Regions from separate parts of the Mus musculus genome. Here region 2 is linked to region 1. The links are chromatin contacts, called in public HiChIP or PLAC-seq maps. All regions are on one chromosome and are shown on one strand. Each heading gives the region's core, a stretch centred on a gene start, on an enhancer-like site or on the middle of the called end of the contact. The rest is flanking DNA. Distances are from core to core; before and after follow the strand shown.

Region 1 (6,661 bases), core at 236-2,735:
AGGCAACGTGGAAAGAACATCAGAAATACAATATTGAAATCTTTAAAATTCTACACAATAAGTGCTTTTTAGTACTAGCACTTTAAAGGATGAAAATAATGTTTAAAGAGGTGAAGATGGGTGAGGTGTCAGAGTAGTAAAGTGTTGGGCTCAGTTCTGAAGCATCAAGAAGGAACTCTGCCAGAGACACTGTAGTGACCACCCGACTTAGAAAAAAGAAACTCCCACTAAGTTCTAGATAGCTCCTTGGCAGAAAGCCCTTTCCAAACATTTGTAGATAAGCAGCAATCACACAGGGGCTTCTGCATTACTTATCTGCCTTTCTTTAACTCTTCTGTACCACACACACACTCACACACAAACACACAAACACACACACAGTACACACACACACACAGAGTATACACACACACAGTACACACACACAGTACACACAGAGAGAGAGAGAACATACACACAGTACACACACACACACACAGAGGCACACACATACATCATACATACACATAAAAGCACGTACACACTATGCAAACACACTGCACATAACATGACCTACTACAAACATATACTACACAGACACATTACATATATTCACACATGTACATACTACACATACACACTATATACACTGTACACAAAACATTTTCATACTATACATTCTATACACATTCACCCTTGCAGAATACAGATGTGCACACACACAAACCACATACACTACCCACAGAGTCATGCACTACACACACACGCACACCCCCCACACACTATATACACAGTGCACTTATAATACACATACTGCATACAAACACATTCCCACACAAAAAAGCCGATACACAAATATACTCAGGCACATACACAACTCAACACACATGCACGCACCTCACACAGTTGGGACACTGTGATAAGAATACCTGCAAGTTAAATATAAAACATCTTTCCATAACTCTTTTTGTGCTCTCTCTCTCTCTCTCTCTCTCTCTCTCTCTCCCCTCCCTCTCTCCCTCCCCTCCCCTTCCCCCTCTCTCCTCTCTCCTCTCTCTTCCCCTTTCTTTCTTTTACTCAAAGATTCTTATTACTGCCTCTTGGGAGGCAATGATTATCAGATGCTTTTAACACGCCTTGGCAGACACACAACCGTTTGTTCTCTTTCCCTGGTACTTTTGCATGGCACTTGCCTTCCTGAAATGGAAACAAACACATTGGCTCCCTGCGTGCAATCCTCTTCTTCGAAGTTCTAACCTTTTAGGGGCTAAGCAATGGACACCTTGGGTTTCACCCTGGTGAGATTTGGACAATGGAAAGAGCCTCCTGAGGAACTCTTTCAGGACACTGCCAAATTACTCCATGTAATTTGGAGCATGAGTGGAACAAAGCCACGCAGTGCTGTGACGCCCCGCCCCTTCCCCTTTGCTCCACGCCCCCACATCCTGTATTCTTGCTCAGCCTGCCTCTGACTTTGTGTAGGACCTAGCAGGTGCAGCCCCACAAGGGAGGGCGTGCCCCTTTCTTGCTCCTCCCTTCCCCAGCCTCCTTTCCCTGAGCCCAGGCTCTGCCTTCCTGATTTCAATTCTGGATGATAACTGGCAATAGCAGGGGAGACCAATGTAATTGACCCTCGCATTCCAGGTTTCCTTTGATTTTCAGTCCCCAAAGTGTTTGCTCTTTAATCTTGTTTATTTCATGTTGAACAGTCCTATTTGAATAGCCAGCACTTCTAGCATTACAAAGGCCCCATATTTATGGAACAGGAAAAAGACTTTCCAGCTCAGAACCCTGTTCCTTTCATAGGATTCAATGACGGAGCCCCGCATAGTCCAAAACATTCATTCTCCAACAGAAATGTCTGCTCCTGGAAATGTATTCATATTTATAAACAAGCATAAATGCCTTTTTCAAAAGAGAAATTTTCTTCTAGGGTGCTAGCTGCTAGCTTTTCTCCCTTTCCCTTTCCTTTTTTAGATATGGTACACAAAAGAATAAAAAGGAAAATGATTTACATGTCTCCCATATTAACAGAGCCTAGGATAATTTTCAATACAAATCACCCAGATTCCAGCAGATGAATGCAAATTAGATCTTTTAAATCAGAAGTGAGAGAAAGCACTGAATTATAATTGCAAAGCAATATAATCAGGCACCAGTAGCTTTCAGGTGGCTTTGTTGGTTCAGCTCTCCAGCAGGGAAGGGCTGGGTACTCTGAACCCCTGTTCCTATCTCCAAGCACCACTGGTCAGGGACAGGCCTCTCCTTCATCCAGAGAAGCCTAGTTGATAGCTCCACTGTGCAAAGTGGCCTTGAGGTTTTATTTATGTTTTGATCTATTTCGTGTTTATCTTCACTTCGTTTTCGTTTTTCAGTTGACCTGTGGTCAGTAGGGTGCATCATGGGAGAAATGGTAAAAGGCACAGTGCTGTTCCCTGGCACTGATCGTATCCTTCCCAGTGGCCCCTGCGCTCTGTGCGCCCTTGTCGATTTATTCCGTTTGTTAACAATGCAAGACGGCTGAAGATCTCCACTCATGGCCCCCGGAGAATTTCTGTGAGATCAAATGTCAAGTCTTTGTGAGCTTGCTTCCTGGTAGAATAACCTGGTGTCCCAGCAGGTCCTTCCGTGAACGGGACCGTAGGAGAACGGGACCTTGTATCACAGGCTCTGCCTTACTTCAGTCCTTCCAAGCCTAGAGACTCCTTTATCATCGTTTATAGAGATTTGAAAAACGAAGACATGTATGGAGCTAGATAATAAACGGCCAAGCCAGTGTTCACACTGATGCTTTATAGTTTCACATCCTAAGGAGTATTCATTTAGCACAGAGATCCTTAAAGGTTCACCCACATGTGATTTGCTTGATTTAACACAGGTCCACCCTTATCAACCTCCTTTCAAACACTGTGTCTTATTCACATCATGTATATAAAGAGACGTTCCTCCAAACATGCTCTTATGTTCTCCATACCATTAATAAGTAATATTCAAAACCTCATTGATTAGCAGTGATTAAATAGACGCACAGAGAAGGCATTCCAATCACTGAGAAGTGAAAGCAATCCTCTCTAAAGTAGCAGCTAACTGACAGGAGTCCCGAGGTCCCAGGGCAACCATGGCTACCAAGGAACTTTTAGATACCTACTCCTTGAAGTCAGTGAAATTACCACTGAATTTGATCATGTATAATAATCTTCTGTCTTTGGGGGGGGGGCAGTGAACTGAAATGCTCACTATTAAAAACCAGTTTTGACTCTATGATTTTAGGCTAATGTCTAATTAGGTAAGTCTGATGACTGTCGTAATACGATTATCCACTGGCTTTAAACTTCTAATTCCTCTTACAGATCTTTCCATCTCTATGATACTTCATACACATGCAAGGATAACACAATACATTCGAGCGTGTGTATTTCATATATAGTTACACATATGTATAGTATAACATTATAACTTCATACATATTTTCTGTAAGTCTAAAAAGAACAATGCAGAAAGTCACAAAGTGACCAGGGAAGGATAACCACGCCTACCTTTAGTTAGCGCTCACATGCTTGTGCATACAGAAGCACTCACACATGCACACATGTGTACACTCTCACACACACACTGATACTACAAGCACAGCACACAAATGAACCACAAACAAGTAGAAGGGCCAAACTGTTTACTTTTGCTAAAACGCTTTTCTTTAAACTTAAAATATGACACCCTGACTTTAAAAATCTTTCTCCCTGTATTTCTATTTTGTTTCTACTCTTACATTTTATTAAACGGTATGTATACATTTACATATTAGTGCTAATGCAAATTATGTTTTGAAGATACGTTGGGTTTGATCAAACAAAATTACTTCAGATTTCTTAAAAAAGAAAAAACAGGAAAGAAGAGAGAGAGAGAGAGAGAGAGAGAGAGAGAGGAAGGAAGGAAGGAAGGAAGGAAGGAAGGAAGGAAGGAAGGAAGGAAGGAAGAAAACCTCCAAACTAGGATTTCTTTCATTCCTCATGATTTAACTACCTTTTTAAATTAACATCTGGGAATACATTTAAATTAGTCTGTATGCTCTTTGCTCTTCCAGAAACTCATTAGAGTTGAATTACTGCAGATTAAATGAATGTTTGCCGCCTGAAGATTAAACAGACTGTTTCCTTTGCCTGTTACAGCAGCACATTGGACGATTCCCTGGCCACGCTACTGAGCACAGCTCTGCATTATTAAAATCCTTCCTTGAGAGAAGCTGCTCAGGATTACGGTCTCACCTGAATGTCAAAACCCCTTGTGAGCAGTTCTTAAGGCCACAGTAATGTCATGAGGTCACATCATGCAGACTTAGGTGGGCTTTGATATTGAGGATTCTTTCTGAGCATCCCAGAGACAAATTTGTAAATTTCTTGGGGGAATCAATTAACTGTGGTTCATTAATGATTTCAAGCACACGGATTTATTTTAAGTTAGTCTTTTAAATGCAAATTATAACCACTGTCTATCATAGAGTTACCCTCTTAAAGAGGACAATGTAACACTTACCTTAATAAGTATTTCTCATTATAAGTAACTTATTTGAGGAGAAAAAATGACATCGAAATATAGTAGTTCAGGAGAGACTTTAAAATGGAGCTGGAGACAAGGAATCTATACAATATATTCTGTTCGTGTTGCTTTAAAAGTCAACAACCACATTACTGAAAGCATTCTCAAAATAAATGATTTCTAAAAGGCTTTTCATACCAGCTGTGCACATCATTTGCATATAATTAACTAGCAAGCAGGATTGGAATAAGACTTCCATAGTCTTTATGTTACAAAAATACAACATATTGTTTTTAGAGAGAAATGTAAAACTTAGATGGTCATATAGTTCTTAAATTATAAATATTTCAAGAGTAGACTTTTAAAAGTATGTATTAAGTGAATCTTGTTCCATCATGATGGCTTTATCTCTGTTCAGATCAATGGAATTTAAGCTCAGAGGTAGGACAGATGCCTCAGAGGGTAACACCAGTCAGCGGCTGCTCTTGTAGGGGACCTGGGTTCGGTTCCCAGTACTCACATCTGTCCATAACTCCAGCTCTAGAGAAACCAGGGGGGAAGTTTTTCTTTTAGAATTATTAATTTTCTTTTTGAGGTTATAAAATAATTACATCATTTTTGCCTGTTCGTCTACACCCTTCAAACTTGCCCATGTACCCTCTTTGTTCATGGGCTTTTTCATTAATTGTTATAACATACATACTTACATACATACACACACACATCTAAACACACACACAGTCTACAGTTGTCTGTACAATGTTACTTATATGTATGTTTTCAAGGGCTGAACAATAGATAATTGATAACCCCTTGGTATTCTGGGCTTAGAGTCAGGGACGCTTTCCTCCTGAAGTTTACATAGAAAAAGCTTTGCCAGCAGTTCCTCTGGCAGGTACTTTATCACAGGGTCTCTTGTAGCCCAGGGCAGCCATGAACTCACTAGTCAAAAGTCCATATGAATGCTTGATCCTCCTGTTTGCACTTTCCAGGGCTCACATCACAGGCCTGGCATATATGGTGCTGGGCATTGAGCCCAGGGCCTGGACCTGCCAGGCAAGCATTCTACTGCTTGAGCTACTTAACCCAGTCCTGTTTTCCTGACCTCATAAAAAATTGATTGTCCCTCTTAACAATCCAGTGTATAGAGTTAATATCCAGAAATGAATGTGGCCTGCAGAGATGTGTCCCAGGTCGCAGCACAGTGTCCTATGGCTCATGTTCTATAGAGGCAGCTGTGGTCAGGGAAACGCTTCGCATTAGTGGTGCTTTTCACTAATGTGAAGGAGTCTTTAAGCATTGTCGTCTCTAAAATAGAGATGTCAAACCTTTGTTTTTAACTTTCACAATGCAGGTAAGACAGACCAGTGTTTGTGAAGCCAGAGCAGTGCACCTGGAGGGGGGGGGGGCGTTTACATCAGAGAACAAATTCTGTCATGGGAAGTTAAGAACTAGCCCCCCAAAAGCCTATGCAGACATAGGGTCCCAAGGTTGAGGGGTCCCCGAGGTTAGCCTTCAATAGCTTAAAAAAACAAAACAAAACATTGCTTCTGTAACATGTAATGAATACACTTTGGAAAACAAAATCCCTGTCAAGTTTTGATTTGTAAAGGTAGGTTACAATAATAATTAGGTTTACAAAAGAAACCAGTTATAGTGAAAATCGCAGGCATCCAACAGCAGGCTCTAGAGGTCCAGCTTGGCTGACTCACTGAGTCTGGCTTATCACACTTCCTCTGTGCTCACTCCTAAGGAACACTGCTAATGAATCGAATCCTAAACATTCCTTCATGCTTTATGGTACCAGAAACCGAGGGATATTTTTTGAAACAAAAGAACATTTGAAAATGGAAGCTAATACTACTAAGAACTTTGCTCTCCCCCCGTGGTAGGCAACTAGTACTGAGCTTTGCAACCACCAGGCAAATAATTTACCTCAGCTTCACACTAGAATGTTTCTAAATGAGTAAAACAACTCAAATAGCAACCAACGGCATCCAGAACTCTCCTAAGTATGTGTGCCTGATCTTACGGATGTCCTCAAAAGCCCTAAGAGTAAATTTTATTAGGGAGAGTCATAATTACTAAAATGAGCAGGAGACACTGCATAGTTTATGGGAGACGCTTCTGTGCTGTCCTTAGTGGGAGC
Region 2 (7,297 bases), core at 3,376-5,875, 230 kb before region 1:
CCTGTGTAACTAACAATTCTAATTTCTCTAGTGCTTATCTGTGAGTACATGGACCTGTCCTTCTACATTGGATGTGTTTGAGTCTGAAAAGAAAAATCAAGATTTAGGGCAAAGCACTAGTTTTGTATGCAGAGGACTTTTAATCCAGCAACATGGCTGCTCTGGTAAGGGCTCACATCCAAAGGTCTTCTAAGTCTATGTGATCTGGCTGGAACCACACACCTTTAATACCTCTGGCTGGAATACAGACACACCCTCAGCACACACCTTTAATCCCAAACAATGAAGGTAATTTTGTTTTGTAGAAGGAAGCAGCCATGTTTGAAAATGACATTTAATTAAGGGAAAGACAAAGTGATGAACCAGAGAAAGATTTGACAGAATGAGATAGAGCTAAGATACACCCAACTCTCATGAGAAAGACAGGAAAGAGAGGTAACTTAAGAGAATAGCACAGAGAAGAGAAAGGAGTGGGGGAGAGGAGAAAAGGGAGAGGGAGAGGGAGAGGGAGAGGGAGAGGGAGAGGGAGAGGGAGAGGGAGAGGGAGAGGGAGAGGGAGAGGGAGAGGGAGAGGGAGAGGGAGAGGGAGAGGGAGAGAAGGCAGTTTTACCTGGACAGTTTTAGAGACAGGTTGCAGGTGAAGATTGAAGGAGCTAAAGAATAAAAAGGAGCCAGCAGATTAGAACAGACTGACAGAGTTAGTTTGAGGCCAAGCATAGCAATTCAGTCAGAAGCTGAGAGAAGCCAGTTTGAGTCAGTCAGCTTGGAGAGGAGTTTAAGCCAGAACAACTGAGTTCAACCAGCCAGTCATAATTCAGGAAGAGCTAGAAAGGGTGACCTTATTTAACAGTTAGCCTCCAAGATGACAATTATATCTGGTGAATAAAAGTTACATTTACATTTGTAAGTTTTAGAACTCTAACTTATTGTCCTTTATCAATTTCCTTCTCAGAGATTGACAAGAATTTCCCCCTGAAATTAGAATTTAACAGTATTAGATGCACACATTTAAAGAGTTATACCTCCATTAGTTCTGACAAATTGATGTGCACATATAGCAGCTCACATCTCTATCATGCATGATGTAGGCCAGTTTCATCACTACTTATAGAACTCTTACTCTGTACTGTTCACTGCCTGCTTCACCCATGCAGTTACTGCTCTGATTCCTATCACAAAAGAGCAGGTATGCCTACCCTTCAGTCTCATGGAAAAAACATCATTCAGCCAGAACAGGGTTTTTGAGAGCTATCTACACCGTTGCATGTTTTAGCAGCTTATTTTGAAAGAGACAGACATTCCTCAATACCCTTAGCAGTATCACTATACACCTGCCGTTATGTGCAGAGACTTGTAAACAATGGGTGGTACCCATTTAAAATGAGAATTTACATGTTTAACTTTTTAAAATGAGAATTTACATTTACTTGAGTAAGAGTTATTAAAAGATTCATAACATTTGTAATACTGAAACGACTCAGATCTTCTTTAAATGGTTCCATTCAAAAGCATTTTAAGGAGCTTGCGCCTTCTCAACTGAAAGAGCAAACCACATGGAAACCACAGTCATCCCATACATCATCTGCTCTTCCCTGCTTCTATTATATTTTCTATCATGCATTAATTTAGTGTATAAGAGGTCCTGAAACTTGTTTTGTTGGCTTGAAATATGACAGTATAGGAATATATTAAAATCAAGGATGTTGAATAAAGCTTTGGTTTATTCCAAAAAGAATGGAAGTTATCTATGTCTTATTTAAAAAAAAATCACTTGTATTTATTTCATACTGAAATTATAGGAAATTATTCCATGAGGTGAATAGAATAGACTCTAAATACTGTGTTAATAATGCAAACACCACTGACATATGCAAGTTGAGAATTAAAGATATAAACAATCTTACTCTTCTCCACATCAGGTCAGCATCCATCACTCTTGGACACTAATGCCATGAAGAGTGTTATCCAATACATGAAAATGGCTGGCTTTAACCTATTCATGGCTGTAATCATTTGTGAAATTCTGCTCCATGAATATACAATCATTTGCTTATCTGTTCTGTGGATACACTTTTAATTGCTTATAGCTTTTACTTATTGCAGATAAAGCTGGTATGACATCTATGCACATTTTGTGCGCATGCTTCTATTCCCTTGCATGAATGCCTAGAAATGGAATTGTTGGGTCACACTGTAGGTGTCTGTTTATCACGATGGAAATCTTCTGACCTGCTTCCCAAAGTAGCTTTATCACTTTCTATTCTCGCCAGCAAGGAAGAGAGCTCTGGTTTCTCATAGCTCCTCCAGTATGGGTGCTTTTGGTTGTAGCCATTTTTGTAGGCATGGAGTGGAATTTCTCTGTGGATTTAGTTAGCATTTTTTTCCTGATGACTAGTCATGTTGAGTGCCTTTTCATGTACATATGGACTATTGATAAGCCTTCCTTCAGGTGTCTGCTGAAATCCTCTTACTCATCAAACATCTTTGTTTGTTGTCATTGCCGGATTGTAAATGTTCATATAATCAGGAGTTTGTATACATCAAGTATATTTTTGCAGGGATGTCAATATTTTCTCTTAGTCTGCTTTCTCACGGATGACTGTGGGCAAGTAAAAGCTTTTGGCATTGATGAAGTATTTTTCTCTTTTTCTTTTTCTTTTCTTTTCTTTATTTCTTTTTTTTTTCCCTCAAAGTGAATGCATTTATTTGCCTTAAGAAATCTTACTCCAAGCTGGGCGTGGTGGCGCATGCCTTTAATCCCAGCGCTCGGGAGGCAGAGGCAGGCGGATTTCTGAGTTCGAGGCCAGCCTGGTCTACAAAGTGAGCTCCAGGACAGCCAGGACTATACAGAGAAACCTTGTCTCGAAAAACCAAAAAAAAAAAAAAAAAAAAAAAAAAAAAAAAAAATCTTACTCCAAAATCAGAATTTTGTTTTTCATTTAGAGGACAGACATTATTTTACAAGCTTTACAGATTTTTTTTTTAACTCTCATGTTGTGGCATATAACTTCTCTTGCTTTAGTATTTGTTCAGAGTGCAAGGTAAGAGCCGAAGTCCAGTGTTTCCTTGTCAATGTCATTATTGGGATTGACTTTGCCATGGAAACACATTGGGGATGCTGCATGGTGGCACAGGGCTGGCTTAGCATATGTAGGCCTTGACCTCTGGTTCCTAGCACAGAAAAGGTGGAGAGAGAGAAGCAGAGGAAAGGAAGGACATTTAGACCAATAATTTAGAAGCTGTCTACTGTGAAGTTGCTTGGCTGTTCATCCATAGTTTATACCAGGCAGTCATAATGTATAAGTAGACCCAAGTGGAGAGTAAAAATTAGCAGTCAGCTACTGGTTCTCATGGGACTTGAATTCAGAACACAGAAACAACCAACAACATGTTGGGAGTTGTAGAGCGAGAGCTCACACAACTTTTCCTTTCTGGGCTTTCTTCTCGGGTAAAACATCTCGGGGACTGAAAACTCGATGTGGTCCCTCAGGATCTCATGATGCATCGCAGGGTCCGCCATCTCTGCTGGCTTTACACCTGTTTAACCTTACTCATAACCCTACGGCAGAGGGACAGGGGCTCCTCGCTCAAGTCAGTGGGCCAGTTCCAGAGCACGGTGTGAAAACATGAATTTTAGCATCACTTTGGTTCAATAGATGGAAACCCATCTAAAAGATGTTTGAGAAAAACCAGCATTGAATCTAATTGTGTAGCTTGAAAAGTCCAAAGACTAGGATTACTTTCAAAATATGTATTGAAATGATGCTATATGTGAAATAAGGTGAAAATTGTTTTGGTAAACATTTTAATAGTGAAAGTACTCTAGGGATCATTCCATCTATATCTATATCATCCATATCTATATCATCTATATCTATACACACACACACACACACACACACATATATACATGATTTAAAATTTCATATAGCAAAGTCAGAAAATTTGCTTAAAAATTAGATATGTAGTAAATTCAATTTGTATTAGTTTCCCATGGAATTTTCTGAAACCAGAAAAAGAATACCACAGTACCCTTAATTTATTAACTCAAATTGTCAGTAGTTTCTTTCTACCTTAAACTGCACTATAAATACCGGTCTAGCCAGTTTGCTTTAGCGGATATTTATGCAGGGTTTGTACAAAAATAGGGAGACTAAGAAGAAATGGGGTTGGACAAATGACCTCTATGGTCCAGACGCAGGTCCAATCTTGCATCTCTTCTGAGGTTGAATTCATCTCTTGTTTGTTTTCACATTCAGAGAGATGGTACACCTCTGCCTTCCTTCGCTGTTTGTAAAAAGCTGAGGTAGTTGAAAATCCGGGGTGACTGGCTTCCCAATGGCTGTTTGATCTGCCCTTGGTGCTGTGCAGAGCTGGAGCAGCAGGGAGGATGCTCTTTGGCTTCGTGCAGAATTCCACCCCCCCTACCACCCCCACCACCCCCCCCCCCCCGCACGCTGAATTCGCATATTTTGGTTGCCAAGTTCCGAAGCCTGCTTCTCATTTTGCCAGAAAACGAGGTAGCTGTAGCCACAGATAGACTTTTTCCTTTTTCTCTTTCCTCCTCCTACCCCTCCCTAGACCTCTCTGGGCTTTGACGTCATGTGTGCTCCTTTCAGTTGCCATAGCAACCCCATTCCCCAAGCCCTCTGTCCGTCTCCTCTGGTAGGTTCCACAATGGTACAGGCAGCCTCCCGCTGCACAATGGTTTCCAGGCAGTGAGAGGGTGATTCAGCAAGCCGCTCTCTCTTCTCTTAAGCCTCCTCGTCGTCTCAGTTTATTTTTATGGGGGGTGGGTGGTGCTTCTTATATGCTTACCCTTTTTTTTTTCTATTTTCATTTTTACAAATTTCCTTTTTCCTCCTCACTCCTCAATTACTAGGGGCTTGAGTGAGCTAAAGATTGGGTCTTCTTGGAAATCACCTGTCTGTTATTATTTTTAAACAATCGCTACACCTCCAAAGACTCTGCTCCTTACTCCGGTTTGGAATGTGGCTAATGACTACCCAGTAGGGAGGATTTCTGGGGCAAACAGCCGGACCAGGATCCTAGTTCTCAGGCACGGAATGGTAGGTGGCTCCTTGCTCATTCTGGGTTCTAACCTGGTTTGGGAGGGTGGATGATATCTGTCATCGTTCCTGGTGGAATGGGAGAGAGCATGAGAAAGTAGGAAGTGATGGTGTTGGAGAGCCGGTTTAATCAAGTGTACTATCTGTGAGGCAGAAAACTGGTGTTTCTCTCTGGGCAAAGCATCTCTTCTCAGATGGAGGCTAAAATCTTTCTGTTTGGAGTGAAGAATTCTAGAAGGTGGGACAGACCATTATTGTTATGACTTGGCAGAGTAAGAGAAACACACACGAGGGGGGTAAGGGGGGAGAGGAAAGAGAGAGAAAGAGAGAGAGAGAGAGAGAGAGAGGAGAGAGAGAGAGAGAGAGAGGAGTCTGGATCTCACTTTAACTGAGAAATGCTATGGGTCTCATAAAACATTCAAAAATGTTATTAGTAAACATAAATGTTTATTTCCAGACCGGTTTAACTTTAAATATTCTAGAATACATTCTTGCAGTTTAGAGGTATTTACCAAAATATTAGAAACTATGTTCCTCTTGTAGAAAGACCCTGAGCTAAATTTGGGCTGCAGACAGGAACACAGGACAGGGAACAGACCAGGGAAAGGAGCAAACACCGGCGGCACCGCAGCCACCCAGGTGAAGGTCCCTTTAAGAAAGTGATCTCTCAGTCACAGCAGGCAGCATTTTTCTATGGCAAGGTTCCCAGGTATTCAGTGCTGAGATACTGTGTCCCCTAGAAATGTCAGAGCATTTTCAGAAAGAAAAAAAAAAGCTGTCATTGGAAAGGAGCTTGATGATACAGTTATCAGAATTTATGTGTTTGTGCTTCAGAGAATAAGAGTGCTTTATTTGAAAAACCTCCAAGTAAATCAGGTTATGGATATTTCAAGGAAAAAAATACATATCCTTTTCCTTCCGACATTTAAATAGAAGGACCTAGGTGCTGCTTTGACTCTCTTCTGCAGATAACTTTCAAGGGCATTGCAATTTGGCCACAGAAAGGAATGGCTTACCCCAGGGCACTAGGTTTTGAAGCAGCCACAAGGTTGTTTACATGCTCTGCGTTTGCTGCAGAGCGATGTGTCTGTGTGACGGAGATAACTTTCATGAACACAGGCTAAGTCATATGGGACAGGCCACAGCCGGGAGTGAAGGAAGGCTGCCGTTACCAGGCACCACTTTCTTTTGCCCAATTTCTGCCTCTTTCTAATGCTGCTTTTGCCAATCCTGGATGGGTTTGCAGGATGCTGGTCAATGCATTTAAAATGGTTGCGGTAATAGCCACTTCTCTCAGAGAGGCTTCAGTAGATGGCTGTCCTCAGTGAGCATGTCAGCACAGGAGCCATGCTCATGAATGGATTCAGGAGCCTCCAACTCCACTTTGGAATCATGGGGATATAGGGCTAGACAGTTTGATGTAGCAGTCCTGCTGCTTCTGCTGTGTGTTTCCTCTCTTTCGTTGGGGGGGGGGGTGTCTAGGTCTTACCCTTCAAATTGACACAAAGTACTAGAAAAGCAGATGAGAAAGGCGGTTGACCTTAAGCATGAGTTTCCAGCTTCCTTGTTGGCTTCTTCTTCCCTCCGGTCCTTCATAGCTTTCATTTTGGTCCTTCATAGCTTTCATTTTTCAGGGCAAGATTTTTGCAGTAGTAATGAAAAGAGGTTCCCAGTGACAGGGGAGCTGAGACACTACCTGGGGAGTGGCAGATTCAGCTGCCTCCAGCTTCCTGCTTGCTTTCCCCCAAAACAGCATCGGCTGGGGGAGGGGGATATGTTTGCATGCTGAAGGGGTGATTACAAACGGATCCCCCAGGGACCGAGTGTGCTCTCTCTGTCATTGTCTGGCGCATCTGCAGCTAGTACTACGGTTTCATAGTATGTGGTCAAGATGCTTCAAGGTTAAGAGGAACTGAGAGGTGACACGGATGCCATAGAAGTGTTATTTGAAATCTACAGCGAAACTCACTCGCTGCCAGTGTTGTGCTATAGGAATATCAGGAGCAAAGGAGATTTGCCTAAATGTAAGTGTTCAAAGGAATATACATATACTCAAAGTTATATTCTAGGCTCATGTAAACGAACCTGTCTCTTGGAATATAAGCTTAGCCACAAAGCCTTTCCATCCTGATGACAAGATAAAGACCCAGTGAGGTTTCCTTGTTTATTAAGCACGGGGTCAGGTGTGTTTTCTTCTTGCACCAGAGCTGACCTCAGGTGTTATTTGT

Evidence for each region. HiChIP or PLAC-seq counts read pairs in DNA pulled down with a chosen protein or histone mark.
Region 2: an H3K4me3 HiChIP or PLAC-seq map of forebrain shows a contact between it and region 1, with 2.7 times the contacts expected there. The contact joins the promoter of Mapk10 here to the enhancer-like site in region 1. A contact is called at or near these places in 1 of 39 promoter capture datasets (hippocampal neurons), 2 of 484 Hi-C or Micro-C datasets (cerebellar granule neurons and cortical neurons), 7 of 115 datasets of contacts at active chromatin or transcription factors (astrocytes, embryonic basal ganglia, embryonic forebrain and 4 more) and 1 of 9 other capture datasets (liver).

Annotation. Positions count from the first base shown.
Region 1 is chr5:102,972,120-102,978,780 of GRCm38.p6, reverse strand. All of the region lies in intron 9 of Mapk10 (mitogen-activated protein kinase 10), which reads left to right. Among named protein-coding and RNA genes, the nearest start is that of Mapk10, 240 kb to the left of the region's middle. Within about 2 kb of position 1,485, at least 21 of the 459 cell types and tissues checked have an H3K27ac peak or open chromatin away from gene starts, as enhancers often do. A contact at or near this core is called in cortical neurons, embryonic basal ganglia and forebrain, where this site is marked.
Region 2 is chr5:103,208,662-103,215,958 of GRCm38.p6, reverse strand. Mapk10 (mitogen-activated protein kinase 10) reads left to right here and starts at 4,625. Exons shown (of 14, transcript NM_001081567.2): 1 at 4,625-5,069.